Regions from separate parts of the Rattus norvegicus genome. Here region 1 is linked to region 2. Evidence: chromatin contacts called from public Hi-C data. All regions are on one chromosome and are shown on one strand. Each heading gives the region's core, a stretch centred on a gene start, on an enhancer-like site or on the middle of the called end of the contact. The rest is flanking DNA. Distances are from core to core; before and after follow the strand shown. Region 1 has its middle 29 kb from the start of Ap1m1. Region 2 holds the start of Klf2 (KLF transcription factor 2).

Region 1 (7,292 bases), core at 4,717-7,216, 47 kb before region 2:
ACATCCTCAGCACCTCAAACTGTTTCAATTGATTTTAAATCCACATGACACACATAGGCGAAAGGTACAATTCAATAGTAAATGCGGTACAACCATCACTTCTACAAAGTTCCAGAACACTCTGCTTAACCAGAAGGAAAACCCATATCCAACAGCAGTCTTGGCCCACTCCCTCAACCCCTGGCAGCCTGTGACCTGCTTCCTGTGTCAGTCTGGATTGATTTGGATACTGTATGGCAGTGGGATCCCATGTTGTGGGGCCTTTTGTGCCTGGCTCTGCCACTCAATGTCTCATCCTCGGAGTCCTTGTGTCAGAACTCTGCTCCTTTTCAAGGCTGAATAATATTCCATAGTGTAGATAGGTCCCATTGTGTTGGCCACGAGCCTCCATTGATGCACACTTGTTTAAGCATTTTAAACATATCTCTCTCTCTCTCTCTCTCTCTCTCTCTCTCTCTCTCTCTCTCTCTCTGTGTGTGTGTGTGTGTACCAAGTATGTAGGTCACAAGACACCTTGCAGGAGCCTCTCCTTCCTCCATGTGGTTCCTTTGATGAGCACCTTCACCCAGTGAGCCATCCCAGCAGTCCCATCCTGTCACATTTTGAAGTGCATGCACACAGGTGCCCTGCAGGATTTTACGAGCTATATAGGGAGTGAGAAGATGAGACACTCCTGTCCCAAGTGAAGGCTGTCGCTGTCTCACTCATGCATGACTTTAATGTTTCAGTGAAGTTGCAGCAATGAACTTCCTTTCTGATCACCCACACATGCAAATGTGTGTGCGCACACACACATACAGGCAGACATGTGACGAGTATCATGTATGTATTTGTAATAAAAACACTTTTTAAGGACCAGGTGTGCTGGCGTAGGCCTTCAGCGCCAGCACTAGGGAGGCAGAGACACAGGCAGAGGCAGGTGGATCTCTGTGAGTTCGAGGCCAGCCTGAACTACAAATCAAGATCAAGGACAATCAAGACTTCACAGAGAAACCCTGTCTCAAAAAAAACAAAAGGGAAAAAAAAACATTTTTTAAAATAAAAGAATAATATCCTGAGCCTCGTGATTTGGTATGTGGTGGAGCTGGGTGACGCTGAGGCAGGAGACTGACTTCAGGCTATCTCTGGCCACAGAACAAGGCCCTAGGTCAAAACCACAACCACAACAATAGCAAAGGAATCCTCCAGAAGTCTGTGTCTTGGTCAATGAGGGCAGGGGGGAAAAACAGATTTGGAGGGAGCGAGAGGGCTCTGTGGGTGCTTGCTGCCAAGTCTTAGGACCAGGACTGGAAGAAGAGAATTGACTCCCCCACGCTGCCCCGTGACTTCTCCATGTACACTGTGACATGTGCACATGCACTCATACAAATTTTAAAAATTAAAAAAAAAAAGAACTTTAAAGAATCAGACTTTCTGACTTAAAGCCCCATCTTGTAACCTCCATTTTCTCCTCTGGGAAGTGGGAACAGTAGGAGCTTGACTCCGAGCATTTGCACTTGTGCTCCTTTAGCCTGGTCACCCCTTCCCAGCGATCTTCCTGGTGAACTTCTGTCTGGGAAACCTCACTTGCAATGTCCCTCCTCCAGACAGACTTTTGTGTTCTCACCCTCCCCGTGGCAGAGCCCTGAGGCTCCAGGGCCAGGGACATCTGTATGCCCCAGACTTGGAGCCCCTTGATGGACACAGAGGGTTGGAGAGCATCGAAAGCAGAGACACCCGGGTCTCAGCTCCACAGCAGAACTCCGAATACAGTGTTCGTTCCCAAAATCTGTGCGCGAGCCAGTGCCTAGTCACAGTCATCTGGGCCCTGCCCCCATCCCCATCCTTACAGCCCCTGCCAGGGCCAGGACAGCCTGTCCCGAGTGTCCTCCAGGTCACAGATAAGGCTGCCAGTGGGCTATCGGCAGGAAACATCTTAGCAAGCAGGAAACCACGATGTGAGCCAATTGCGCCCGCGCAGGGCTCAGCCTATCCTTGGCCTGATATTTTGGGAGCCACTATTTAAGCCCGACTCGGCTCCTGCCCTGAGCTGGACCATTCTCCTGGAGTTGGAGGGAGGCTCTAGTTCCACATTCCTCACAAGCCTGAGGCCAGAGATACGAGGAATGGATCACAGAGACCTCTAGAGAGTCAGAGTCTCCTGTCTAGCTTGCTGGGCAGCCCGAGCAGGTGGCTTCACCTCTCTGGGACAGTTTTTCCCCTTTCACAGCTTGGATTCTGCCCTAAATGAAAAACCAAGCAGGGGGCCAGAGCATGTCTGAAGCAGCCTGTGAGAAAGACCCACGTTCAAGTGGAAGTGGGAGCTGGAGTGACCACGGCTCCGTTCCCGGCACCCACGCGGCACCGTCACGATCACTGGACTCCGCTCCAGCAGATCTGACCCCCTCTAAGCTGTGCAGGCAGAGGTTTATATGCAGTGCACATACAGGCAGGCAAACACACACATATGCACAATATAGAGTAAATAAAAATAGGGGTGCTTGCTACATGGTGGTGGCAGGCAGATCTCTGAGTTTCAGGCCAGCCTGGTTTACATCGTGAGTTCCAGGACAGCTAGGGCTACATAGTGTCCTCTCAAAACAACAACAAAATGATGTGTAGGGATGGTTCCCAGCACCCAGATCAAGAGGCTCACAGCTGCCTCTGGCCTCTGAGGGCACCTGCACTCAGTCATGTGCACAAACACACTCACAGATACAACATATATACAGTTAAAAATGAAAACTGAATGAATGGAACAATAGCCTCATACTGAGGTTCTCACCCAGCGTTCATAAAAGCCTGAATTCCACCCCCAGCATAAACCCAGCAGTCCAAGTATGGAGACAGGAATTTGGAGCTCAGCGTGAGCCTTAGGGCTGGAGAGATGGCTCAGTGGTTAAGAGCACCAGTTGCTCTTCCAGACGTCCTGAGTTCAATTCCCAGCAACCCCATGGTGGCCCAGAACCATCTGTAATGGAATCTGATGCCTCTTACATAGTCATGTGTGTGTGTGTGTGTGTGTGTGTGTGTGTGTGTGTGTGTATACACATATACATGAGATAAATAAATCTTTAAAAAAAAAAAAAAACATGATCCTTAGTTAGACATTGAGTTTTGGGGGTTAGCCTGAGTTACATTACATGAGACCCTGTGTCATCAAAAGGGAGGGAAAAAATTAACAGGTGTGTTCCTCACACCTGCTATTCCAACATTTAGAAGGGTGAGGCAGGAGGATTGCGAAAAAGATCTGAGAGCAGCTTTGGCTGCATAATGAAACCCAGGCCAGCTTGGGCTACACAGAGAGAGACCCTCTCTCAGGAAAGAAAGGCACCCCAAAACAAAATGAGGCAACAAAATGGCCCATGGAACCTCCATACTTGCCACCCACAACCAGGGTTGGGTCCCCAGGGCCTGCGTTCGGCAAGCTGTCCACTGGCTTACACAAACACAGTACATAAAGCAAATAGTGTGAAGAATCTAGGCACACACCTCTGATCTCCGTGTACCGAGGCAGAAGCAAAGCTGTCGTTGTGAGTTCCGGGCCAGCCAGGGCTACATAATAAGACGGTTTGTTTTGATTTTTGGAATCACGGTTTCTCAGTGTAGCCCAGGCTGTCTGTCCTAGAGTTCACGTTCTGTAGACCAGGCTGGCCAGATTCAGAGATTCCCCCAGCCTCTGCCTCCCTCATGCTTGGATTAAAGGTGTGCATCACCACTGCCCTTAGGGGGACTCGTTGGTTGTTTGGTTGTTTGGTTGTTTGGTTGGTTGTTTTGTTTTTTTTTTTTTTTAAAGAAAGAAAGACCTACCAGGTCCAGTTCCTCTAAGGCCTCCCAATACAAACTGGAGCGGAGTGACAGATTATAAAAATACTGCTGTAACTTTTCCAGAGTTGCAAATGGAGGCCCAGAGCAGGGAAGACACTAACCTAGGGTCACACAGCAGCCCAGAGACCCTGGCCACTGCAGCCTAGTCTGTCCTCTGCTTGTTACATGGCTGGCCAGATTTCTAGCAGGATTGGGATTCTAACTCAGTCTGCCCTCCCTACAGCGTCCAGGTGGAGCACACACCCAGCTACCAGGTCCCTTCGACAAGCGCTTTTCTCCTCCGGCTAGTAAAAGTGAAAAGTAGAAGTGAGACCAAGGCCCAAGCTCTCCAGCCCCAGGCCCCTGCTCAGAGCCAGGCGGAGGCAAGCGAAGGACGCCAAGCGTGGCTATGTAAAGCGGCCACTGGCACCTGCCGGGACGAGTGCTGAAGCAGGCACTGCGGCCCCCGCCTGGGCAGCTGCAGTCACCCAAAGGGAACGGCTGTGCCAGATATAACTCGGCCAGACTCCACCCAGAGGGCAGTTCTCAGACCCTGTGCCTGAAAAGTCACTCTGGGCTGTCGGTGGGTTATTAGCCTGTGCCAGGCCTCAGTGTGACCACGTGTCCCTCAATGTCTGTAAGCCCTGGTGAGGAACAGAAGTCAAAGCTTCTCTTGTCTGAGGCCACAGAGTCAAAGACTTGCAGTCCCGAACTCCCTCTTCAGGGCTGGCCTCTGTGTCGGGAGGCTCCTTACCACCCAGGGACCCCGGGTGCACAGCTTTGAAACTTGGGCTGGTGAAAGTCGCAGCCACTACCAGTGTTCCACAACCCAGTCCCAGAAGACTTGGACCTGCGCGGCCCTCTGGTTAAACGTGCTAATGCCTCCAGGGCCTTCCCCCAGGGCAGTACTTAGAGAGATCCTGCCTCAGAATACCCCACGTGCCTGGCTTCCTGTCCATCGCCCACCCACACATCTCCAGCCTCATCAGACTTCTACAGATTACCTCCAGCTTCCAACTGCCGCCCCTCCCCCTCCCTTCCCGTCCTCATCCCTCCTCCCCTTTCGTTCTTTGTATTTAACTAATTATCAGTTAATCAGTGTAACAATGTATTTTAATTGCCTGCACACAAGTGTGTGCAGATGGCCCGTGGCGTTGATTGCCCTGGAACTGTTGTGATTGGGCCACGTGAGTTCCAGGAGCCCAACTCAGGTCCTCTGCAGGCACAGCCAGTAATCTTAGCCCTTGAGGCATCTCTCTAGACCTTTGTCTAACTTTGTTTGTTTTACAAATTATGTTTACTTAATAGTTGTCGGTGATCTTGTGTGGAGGTCAGAGGACTGCTTGCTGGAGTCGGTTCTCTCCTACCAGCTGGGTTCTGGGGGTTGGACAGGCCATGAGCTTGGCAGCAAGATCATTTACCACACTGAACCATAGCACTGGCCCCGACCTTGACTCCAGATTGTCTTCGCTCCTTCCCAACGCTGGGATCACAGATGTTTGCCACTCCCAGCTGATATAGTATCGGGGTGGGACCTGAGCCTGGTTCATGGATTCGGAGCACTCCACGAACAGAGCTACAGCCACATACACAGCTCAAAACTCTAGTTCCCACTGATGGCCCTTGTAATCCTCCTGCCTCAGCTTCCCAAAGCTTCGTCACCACAGGCAGGTCTCTTTTCACTGACACTTTGAAATGGGGGACAGACAGATAGCGGTTGGAATCCGGGAGAGACCACTATCAAGTATATAGACCAAGCAGGCTCGGAACTCACAGAGATCCACCTGCCTGTGTCTGCTGGCATGGGGGCCGAAAGTGTGTACGGTCCTACCAGGCTACAGAGGGCATATTTAAGTCCTTCCAGCACCAGGGACCAGGACATCCGTAACCGAGTAGAGAGCAAGTGGCTCACCCTATTTTCCAGAGGGGATACTGAGGCTCAGGAAATCCAGACTGCAGGGTTACCGTAGAGGGGCCCCTGGCTGACTCCTCACAGCCTGTCCTTTCCTCCCCTCTGTGCCTGGAGGGAGCATTAACAGCGGGTGAGAAGGGCCTGGAGAGCATCCCTTCAGCCGCCCATAGGTGGCGCTCACTGAGCCACGAGTTAGTCCCCTGCTTGTTTGCACAGCGAGCTCTGCTGAGATGCCAGCCGGCCGTGGAGAGGATGTTTCACAACCTGCAGAGCTGGCATTTCTGAGAAAGCTGTTCCGAGGAGGAGGAGACACAGAGAAGTGGACGGCCGGGGGGTTGGGAGGGCTCAGTCTGCACCAAGGAAGCTCTGGGAGGTGGGCGCGGTGGCAGAGCCTGTAGCCTCAGTACTCAGAAACAGGCAGGAGGATCACTGCAAGTTGGAGATCAGCCTGGGCTAGTGAGACTCTGTCAAAAACAAAACAAAGAATCCCCCAAGACCAAAAACCCAGAAATTTCAAAAGGAAAGGAGCTGGGCATGGTGACTCATGCCTGTCAAGTCACTCAGAACGCGAAGAAAGCAGAAGGATTGCCTAAAGGCCAAGGTCAGCCAGACTCCAGAGTGAGACTCAGTCTCTAAAAATCTAAAACACGAGCTCGCTAAATGTCTCAGTGGTTAAAAGCGCTCGCCATGCCTGGGAACCCAGGACCCACATGATCGAAGGAGAGAACTGACTCCTGACACACACACACACACACACACACACACACACACACACACACACAGGCAATCAAAAAATACAAAATAAAGAGTTGCCAGGCATGGTGGCGTACCCCTTTAGTCTCAGAACTTGGGAGGCAGAGGCAGGTGGATTTACATGAGTTCAAGGCCAGCATAGTCTACAGAGTGTAGGGCTCCACAGATAAACTTTGTCTTGAGAAACCAAAACTAAAAAACAAAATAAGTGGAGTATGGTGGCTCACACCTGTTGTCAGGACTTGGAAAGCTGGGGCAGGAGGATTGCCACCAGTTTGAAGCTAGTCGAGGTTATATAGAAGGAACATGTCTTAGAAACAAAGAGCAGGGGAGGTGGTAGGGGCAGGGACTGGAAAGATGGCTCCGGAGTTAAGAGCGCTTGTTCTTGTCCAGGACCCAAGTTTAGTTCCCACTTGGGGGCTCTCAACCACCTATAATTACAGCTCCAGAGTTCTAGCGCCCTCTTCTGTCCTCCAGAGGCACCTACACCTACATGCTCATACTCCCCACACAACCTCCAACACACACACAAAATGCAACATAGCAAAACTATCTACATTACGTAGTCACTGTGCTCCCTTCAGTCCCTCCCAATGGCTAGCACGAGGGTGGGACCCTGTTCAGGTGTCCAGGGCTCTGGGCTGACCTGTTACTGACCGGCGCCCTGCTACTGACTTGAGCCCCCTACTGACCTGAACCCTGTTACTGACCCACACCCTGCTACTGACCTGCACCCCTTCCCGAGTGGATTTGCCATCAACCCGGGGTGGGGGTGGGGCAAGGTCTGCTTAGTCACCTGTTCCTTGTAACTTCAATTCCCTCTGCTGCACAATTAGACTGG
Region 2 (6,299 bases), core at 1,415-3,914:
AACAAAACGACCCATCTGAAACTATTCAGAAGATCTCCTAGGGCAAAGAGCACAGGAGAAGTGCAAAGAAAAGATATGCAGAAAGAGAAAATACACATTTCAAAAGTTCCCCCAGCCATAGGTGATATGCAAATGAGGACAATAAGTACCTGTGGGGAAGAAGAATTTCCCAGATCTCACAGGCAAGAGGTGGTCCCTGCCTGGGAGCCTGCTAGGCACTTCTGGACCCTGACAGAGCTTTGATCTTTTTAAGTGTGTGTGTGTGTGTGTGTGTACGTGTGCGTGCGCACTCGCGCGTGCACTTGTGTGTGGAGGTCAGATCACTACAGCTCTCTCCCTCCACGGTGTGGGCCTCCGGGGATTGAACTCAAACTGTCAGGCTTAGTTTGAAAGCATCCTTTTGACTCGTCTGCCCAGTTTTGGCTCTGAGCCACTGATCTTCTGGCCACGGCCTCAACTCAGTGCTGGGCCAACAGGCTCTTGTGTTATTTAGTATGCAGTCACTTGGCGGTTCCCTGAGTGAATCTATTCTAGTGTTGGTGAATACCAGGGTCCCCAGATACTCAAACCACTTAGTAAAGGCCACGAATGCCCCGGAGTTGAGGTTACAGCCCCATGTGGCTGTGTAGAACCACTCGTAAGCACTGAACCAGCTCACCACTGGGTGGGTTATAACCAATGCCACAGGACAGCTTTGATATCGTTATTCTGTGTTAATTAGGAACATAAGAAAAAGACTTCTTGTTTTCAGACTTAGCCCCTACAGATCCCCAGGACAGGTGGTGTGGCCTGTGATACCAGCACCTTGGAGGCAGAGGCAGGAGGATTACCATCCTGGGCAATATAAGAAAAACCTATTACATACACCCCGCAAATGAAAACAAACAGAACTCCCTCCTCATCACTTCCTACAGAATCCTGAACCTTGGACGAAATGACCCAAATCTTATCTTTTGCTCCTTATGGTAAATGGAAACTGAGGCACACACAGGTGCTCAGACCTGAATACACGGCATGACTTTTGCTCCGAGTGAAACACACGCGGTATTCTCCCCTTTGTGGTGAGGGGCTGAGGTGGGTCCTCAGTCCTAGAGGACTTCTCGTCAGACCTTCCTTAACCAAGCCAGTGTTTCAGTCTCACACGCTGCCTCCACACACGGCCATAGAGATTTGGAGCAGATGTGTGATGTCTACTCTGACGTTTTGTGGGAAGGACCTGAGGACAGTTGGGGCTGATGTTACAGACCAGTGTCTGTAATTCACCAATGTTGGGAAGAGCAGAGTTTCTGCTCAAAATCACAGCAGTAGACAAGGGGCTGGGCGTGGGACCTGTTGCCTCCCATCCCTGCTGGGCTCCTTGGTGTCACTGTACCCAAGTACACAGGCTGACTGCATCCCTCTACCTCCTGGCTTCCGGTCACAGCTTCAAACAATGCCCTTCCTCTCTCTCTGGCTTTCTCCAGATCTTGCCTCAACATTAGACTCCTGGGTGAAGGTCAAAAATTGCACCACTGTCCCTCCCCAGTCCCCACCACAAACTTCCTCCTCTTCCATTGTTCCCTTTTCTCTTTTCGGGCCCTGTGGGTATTATGCATATTTATTTGATGCGCCCATCCCCCAGTGAGTACCCCTTGCCCTTCTAGTCAGACTGACAACCCTTCCCAGAACCCTGGGCCCAGCTTCCCTGCACTTGAAGGGTCTATCTGAGGTTTATGCGGGAAGTGAAAAGGTCCCAAAGAGACCCAGTACTTTGTATCTATCTATCTATCTATCTATCTATCTATCTATCTATCTATCTATCTATCATAACTTATTACATTGCTACCGTGTGTGTGTGTTTGTGTGTTTGCATGTGTGCTGTGGAGGTCTGAGGACGACTTATGAGAATGGATTCTCTCCTTTGGGGAATTGAACTCTTGGGATGAGGCTTGTAAGCAGACGTTAAGCCATCATGCCTGCCTCCAACGTTTGTTTCTTTTTCGAGTCAGGTCTCTTGATCCTAATGCTTTCAACCTCCCAAATGTTCTGAAGACAAGCATATACCACCATGCCATGGTTTCGGTCGGTCGGTCTCTGTCTCTCTGTCTCTGTCTCTCTGTGTGCACGCGCGCTCGCACGCGTTCATGTGGGCGTGCATGTGTGTATTAAGAGGGATACGCTGCTCCAGGCTGGCCTCAACTCCCTTTTAGGCAGGCCCCAAACTCTTCATCCTCCAGTCTCAGTTTCCAAGGTAGCTTAAACAAGGATTTCACAGAGCGTTCCTCGGGTGAGCACAGTAGTGACTCCAGACTCCCCATGCATCGGTCCAGGTTTCCCGGGGCCTGAGGCTGGGGAGACACCGGGGAAGCCTTGTCACACCGTGTTCCCCGCGGAGTGCCAGGTGCCACCCCCGCGCGCTAACTATGCTGTTTTGCCTGGCTTGTTGACGCCGTCGCCAAGGGGACGGACGGGGCGGGGCCCGGGCCCGGGGGCGGGGACTGAGGCGCGCAGCCCGGGGTCCCGTAGTGGCTGCCACAGCCGCCGCCGCCAGGCTTATATACCGCGGCTAAATTTAGGCTGAGCTCGGAGCTCGTCCCCATCCGGGACGCGTTTCCGTCGACGCCTCCTAGCCCCGCCCTCTGTGTCTGCCGCGCCTATAAGGCCTGGGTGGGCCCGGCCACAGCACACACAGTCCCTGCCATGGCGCTCAGCGAGCCTATCTTGCCGTCCTTTGCCACTTTCGCCAGCCCCTGCGAGCGCGGCCTCCAGGAGGTGAGGGCAGCGAGGGTCCGCGGGCGGCGGGGTATCAGGGTATCAGACCATAGGGTGCAGGAGCGAGTACTGGAGATGACAAGGTCCGGGGTGCGGACCGCTGGCGGCGGTGGGAGACCGACCTCAGGGCGCCGGTAGTTAGATTGTCATCCGTGAGGACTTAGACCTCAGGCTGTGGGGCAGGAGGGAGGGTGCAGGGACTGAAGACACGCGCGCCGAGGGATGCCGTGCACTGGGTGCAGACCCCAATGGCCTAGGAGTTAGACTTTGGGGTGCAGGGTAGCAGGAGGAAGCCCCGCGCTCACGTCCCGCGCCCTGTCTCCTGCAGCGCTGGCCGCGAAATGAGCCCGAGGCGGGCAGCACGGATGAGGACCTAAACAGCGTGCTGGACTTCATCCTGTCCATGGGACTGGACGGCCTGGGCGCCGAGAACCCTCCCGAGCCCCCACCGCAGCCCCCGCCTCCTGCGTTCTACTACCCGGAGCCGGGTGCCCCTCCGCCCTATGGCACCCCGGCGGCTGGCCTGGGAACGGAGCTGCTGCGCCCGGATCTGGATGCGCCTCAGGGGCCGGCTCTACACGGCCGCTTCCTCCTCGCGCCTCCCGGGCGGCTGGTGAAAGCCGAGCCCCCGGAGGTGGACGGCGGCGGCTACGGGTGCGCAGCCGGCTTGGCTCGCGGACCGCGCGGGCTGAAGCTCGAGGGCGCCCTGGGAGCGACAGGTGCATGCATGCGGGGTCCTGCTGGCCGTCCCCCACCGCCCTCCGACACGCCGCCGCTCAGCCCCGACGGCCCCCCGCGCCTCCCGGCGCCCGGTCCCCGCAACCCGTTCCCGCCACCCTTCGGCCCCGGCCCCAGCTTCGGCGGCCCCGGCCCCGCGTTGCACTACGGGCCGCCCGCTCCCGGCGCTTTCGGTCTCTTCGACGACGCGGCGGCGGCTCTGGGTCTTGCTCCCCCTGCCACGCGCGGTCTCCTCACGCCGCCCTCGTCCCCGCTGGAGCTGTTGGAGGCCAAGCCCAAGCGCGGCCGCCGCTCCTGGCCCCGCAAGCGCGCCGCCACGCACACTTGCAGCTACACCAACTGCGGCAAGACCTACACCAAGAGTTCGCACCTAAAGGCGCATCTGAGGACGCACACAGGTGGGCGCCTGGCCTCACTCCCCGGAGCTGCAGCAGTGGGATGGATGGGAGCGAGTTCAGGAACAGGCTAGGTTAGAGAGGGAGAGCCTGTCCATCCTCCGGAAGGGAAATGGATACTGTCCCCAGAGTCTGGCTCTGGCAAGGGGGAGTGGCAGTTTAACGGATTGGCTACGGGGAAGGGACTCGGTTCTCAAGAATTCTGGACAGTGCAGGTGTAGTAGGGTCTGTGAGGGACATATTTAAAGAAGCTGGGGAGGGTTGGGCTGGGGCTAAGCTGGACGACTAACACCCCCAGCAGCACTGCATATAAAACCCTGGCATGGTGGCTTGAGCCTGTCATCTCGGCACTGAGCAGAACAGGAATTCAGACCTAATCTCAGAATGTTAGGGAAGGGGTGCGCCCGAGCCTGCTTGTGGTCAGCTTCAGGAGCCCAAGGGTCTCTGTTTGGATTAGATATGGGTGGGGATGAGATTGGAGAGGGAGGGGGGTCAGTGCTATCAGGTGCTGCCCGCCCGGAATAGGCTTTCGGGGAAACTGAGGCTTAATGTCCTTCCTTTCTGCTATAGGTGAGAAGCCTTATCATTGCAACTGGGACGGCTGCGGCTGGAAGTTCGCGCGCTCTGACGAGCTTACCCGCCACTACCGCAAGCACACGGGTCACAGGCCCTTCCAGTGCCACTTGTGCGACCGGGCCTTCTCCAGGTCCGACCACCTGGCTCTGCACATGAAGCGACACATGTAGCCTGGGTCGACTCGGCCAGCCCATGAGCGACTGTGGCGGGTTCCACGCGCCGGGCACGGCCCCCTTGCAACAAACTGACTGTTATTTATTGGACCCTGAGGACGGAGTCGGACAAGAGTGGCCACAGGAAAATGACTTTGCCACCAGTTCCGGCTCCCACCGTGACTGAAGGCTCCAGGAAAGAAGACAGGAGCCTGTGAAGAATGTTTTCAAAATGGTGCAATAATTGACTTCTTTCTCTCGGGTTCCCACTAGAGGATCGAGGCTAGCCTTGTGAGAAATGCCTTTGAGTTTACTATCCCCAACTATCCCCAACGTTGTTTTTATAATATTGTATATAAGTGACCGTGGCAATCTGTATGACTATAAGGGAGACGATGGCATCTCTGTCGCCTGCTTCGTTTTTATAACTCTTTTTTTAATTAAAAAAGTTTTGGATCTTTGGAGGAATCATGGTAGTGCTGTGGCTGGGGATGGAGGAGGGGCTGCGGGTTCTGTATAAATGTAAACATAGTGTTTGAGGATTGGGCACAGGCTATTTTAAGTCTGCTACTTTGAGCCGTAATTTTCCCCCTTGTATCCCAGAGCTGGGAAAGCGATGGTTCCACTGATGTGGCCATCCCTTTTTTAGAAAGAAAAAAGAAAATTAAAAACCTTTTCCTGGTATCTTCTCGGGGCTGAGCCAAACTTAGGAGCGTGCCGGTGGTTTGTGTGTGTGTGCGTGCGTGCGTGCGTGTGTGTGTGTGTGTGTGTGTGTGTGTGTGCGCGCGCGCGCATGTGTGTGTTTCCAGCAGGATTTCTCTGTAGCCCTGACTGTCCTGGAGCTCAGGCTGCCCTTGAACTTACAGAGATCCGCCTGCCTCTTGGCTCTGCCTCCTGAGTGCTGGGACTAAAGACGTGCTCTCCCTCTGCTTCACTCATTACTTTTTTCCTAATATGTAGACTATGCTAGCACAACCTCAGATCCTTGCCTCTGCCTCTTAGATATGGGTATCCGCCTTTTTATAGGGGTAAAAATCCGCGGTATAAGTTTTTCTCCCTTCACTTTCAGGGTTTTCCCCCTCCTTGTACTACGCTTATTTTTCTGTATTTTAGAGGGTTGCACAGGTTGCAGTGCAATCCGGACAGAGGATGACGAGAGCTGCGCTGCTCCACAGCTCCTAGGATTCAACTCTGGCCTTTATGCATGGCTGCAGGCACCCTTACCCAGTTGAGCCGTCTCATGGTCTGTGCACGGAGAGCTGTTACATGTGAGCATGGTGACGCGCGACACCTGACTTTCCTTTCTGTTATTTTGGACAGGCTGGGATGATCTGTCCCTCATGCCGGGGGGCACAGTGGTGGTGGTGGTTTTGTAGTAACCCACCTGGGTTGTGTTGGAGAATGAGACCCAACTGCAGCGCCTGTGGGCATCCAGCCCCTCCACCCTCCAGTCTCCCTCTCATTGGCAGGTGCCTCTTCTGCCCAGGGCCCCCGTAACCATGGCTACTGACAATTGCACTTTACTTCCGGAAAGTGAAAATCGCCCTTGGGTAGAGCCCAGTTTTAAGCCACTCTCACCCTAGTTGCGACAGAAGCAGGGGTTTCCTCCATCTCTCCATCCTCCCCCTCCCACGGTGGCCCTGGAAACAGCTGACAACTCTGGTAATCTGTGAAAAGCAGAAACGAG

What was found. A called contact is a pair of places that touch in the nucleus more often than the background predicts.
Region 1: a Hi-C map of liver shows a contact between it and region 2, with 1.7 times the contacts expected there. The contact joins the enhancer-like site here to the promoter of Klf2 in region 2. A contact is called at or near these places in 6 of 12 Hi-C or Micro-C datasets (the A7r5 cell line, Schwann cells, kidney and 3 more).

Annotation. Positions count from the first base shown.
Region 1 is chr16:17,603,460-17,610,751 of GRCr8, reverse strand. No RefSeq gene overlaps it. Among named protein-coding and RNA genes, the nearest start is that of Ap1m1, 29 kb to the left of the region's middle. Within about 2 kb of position 5,966, at least 35 of the 93 cell types and tissues checked have an H3K27ac peak or open chromatin away from gene starts, as enhancers often do. A contact at or near this core is called in the A7r5 cell line, Schwann cells and liver, where this site is marked.
Region 2 is chr16:17,554,133-17,560,431 of GRCr8, reverse strand. It overlaps Klf2 (KLF transcription factor 2), which reads left to right and starts at 2,664. Exons shown (of 3, transcript NM_001007684.2): 1 at 2,664-2,751; 2 at 3,080-3,887; 3 at 4,455-5,296. The coding sequence starts at 2,680. The coding sequence ends at 4,630. It also overlaps a transcript of Eps15l1 not described here.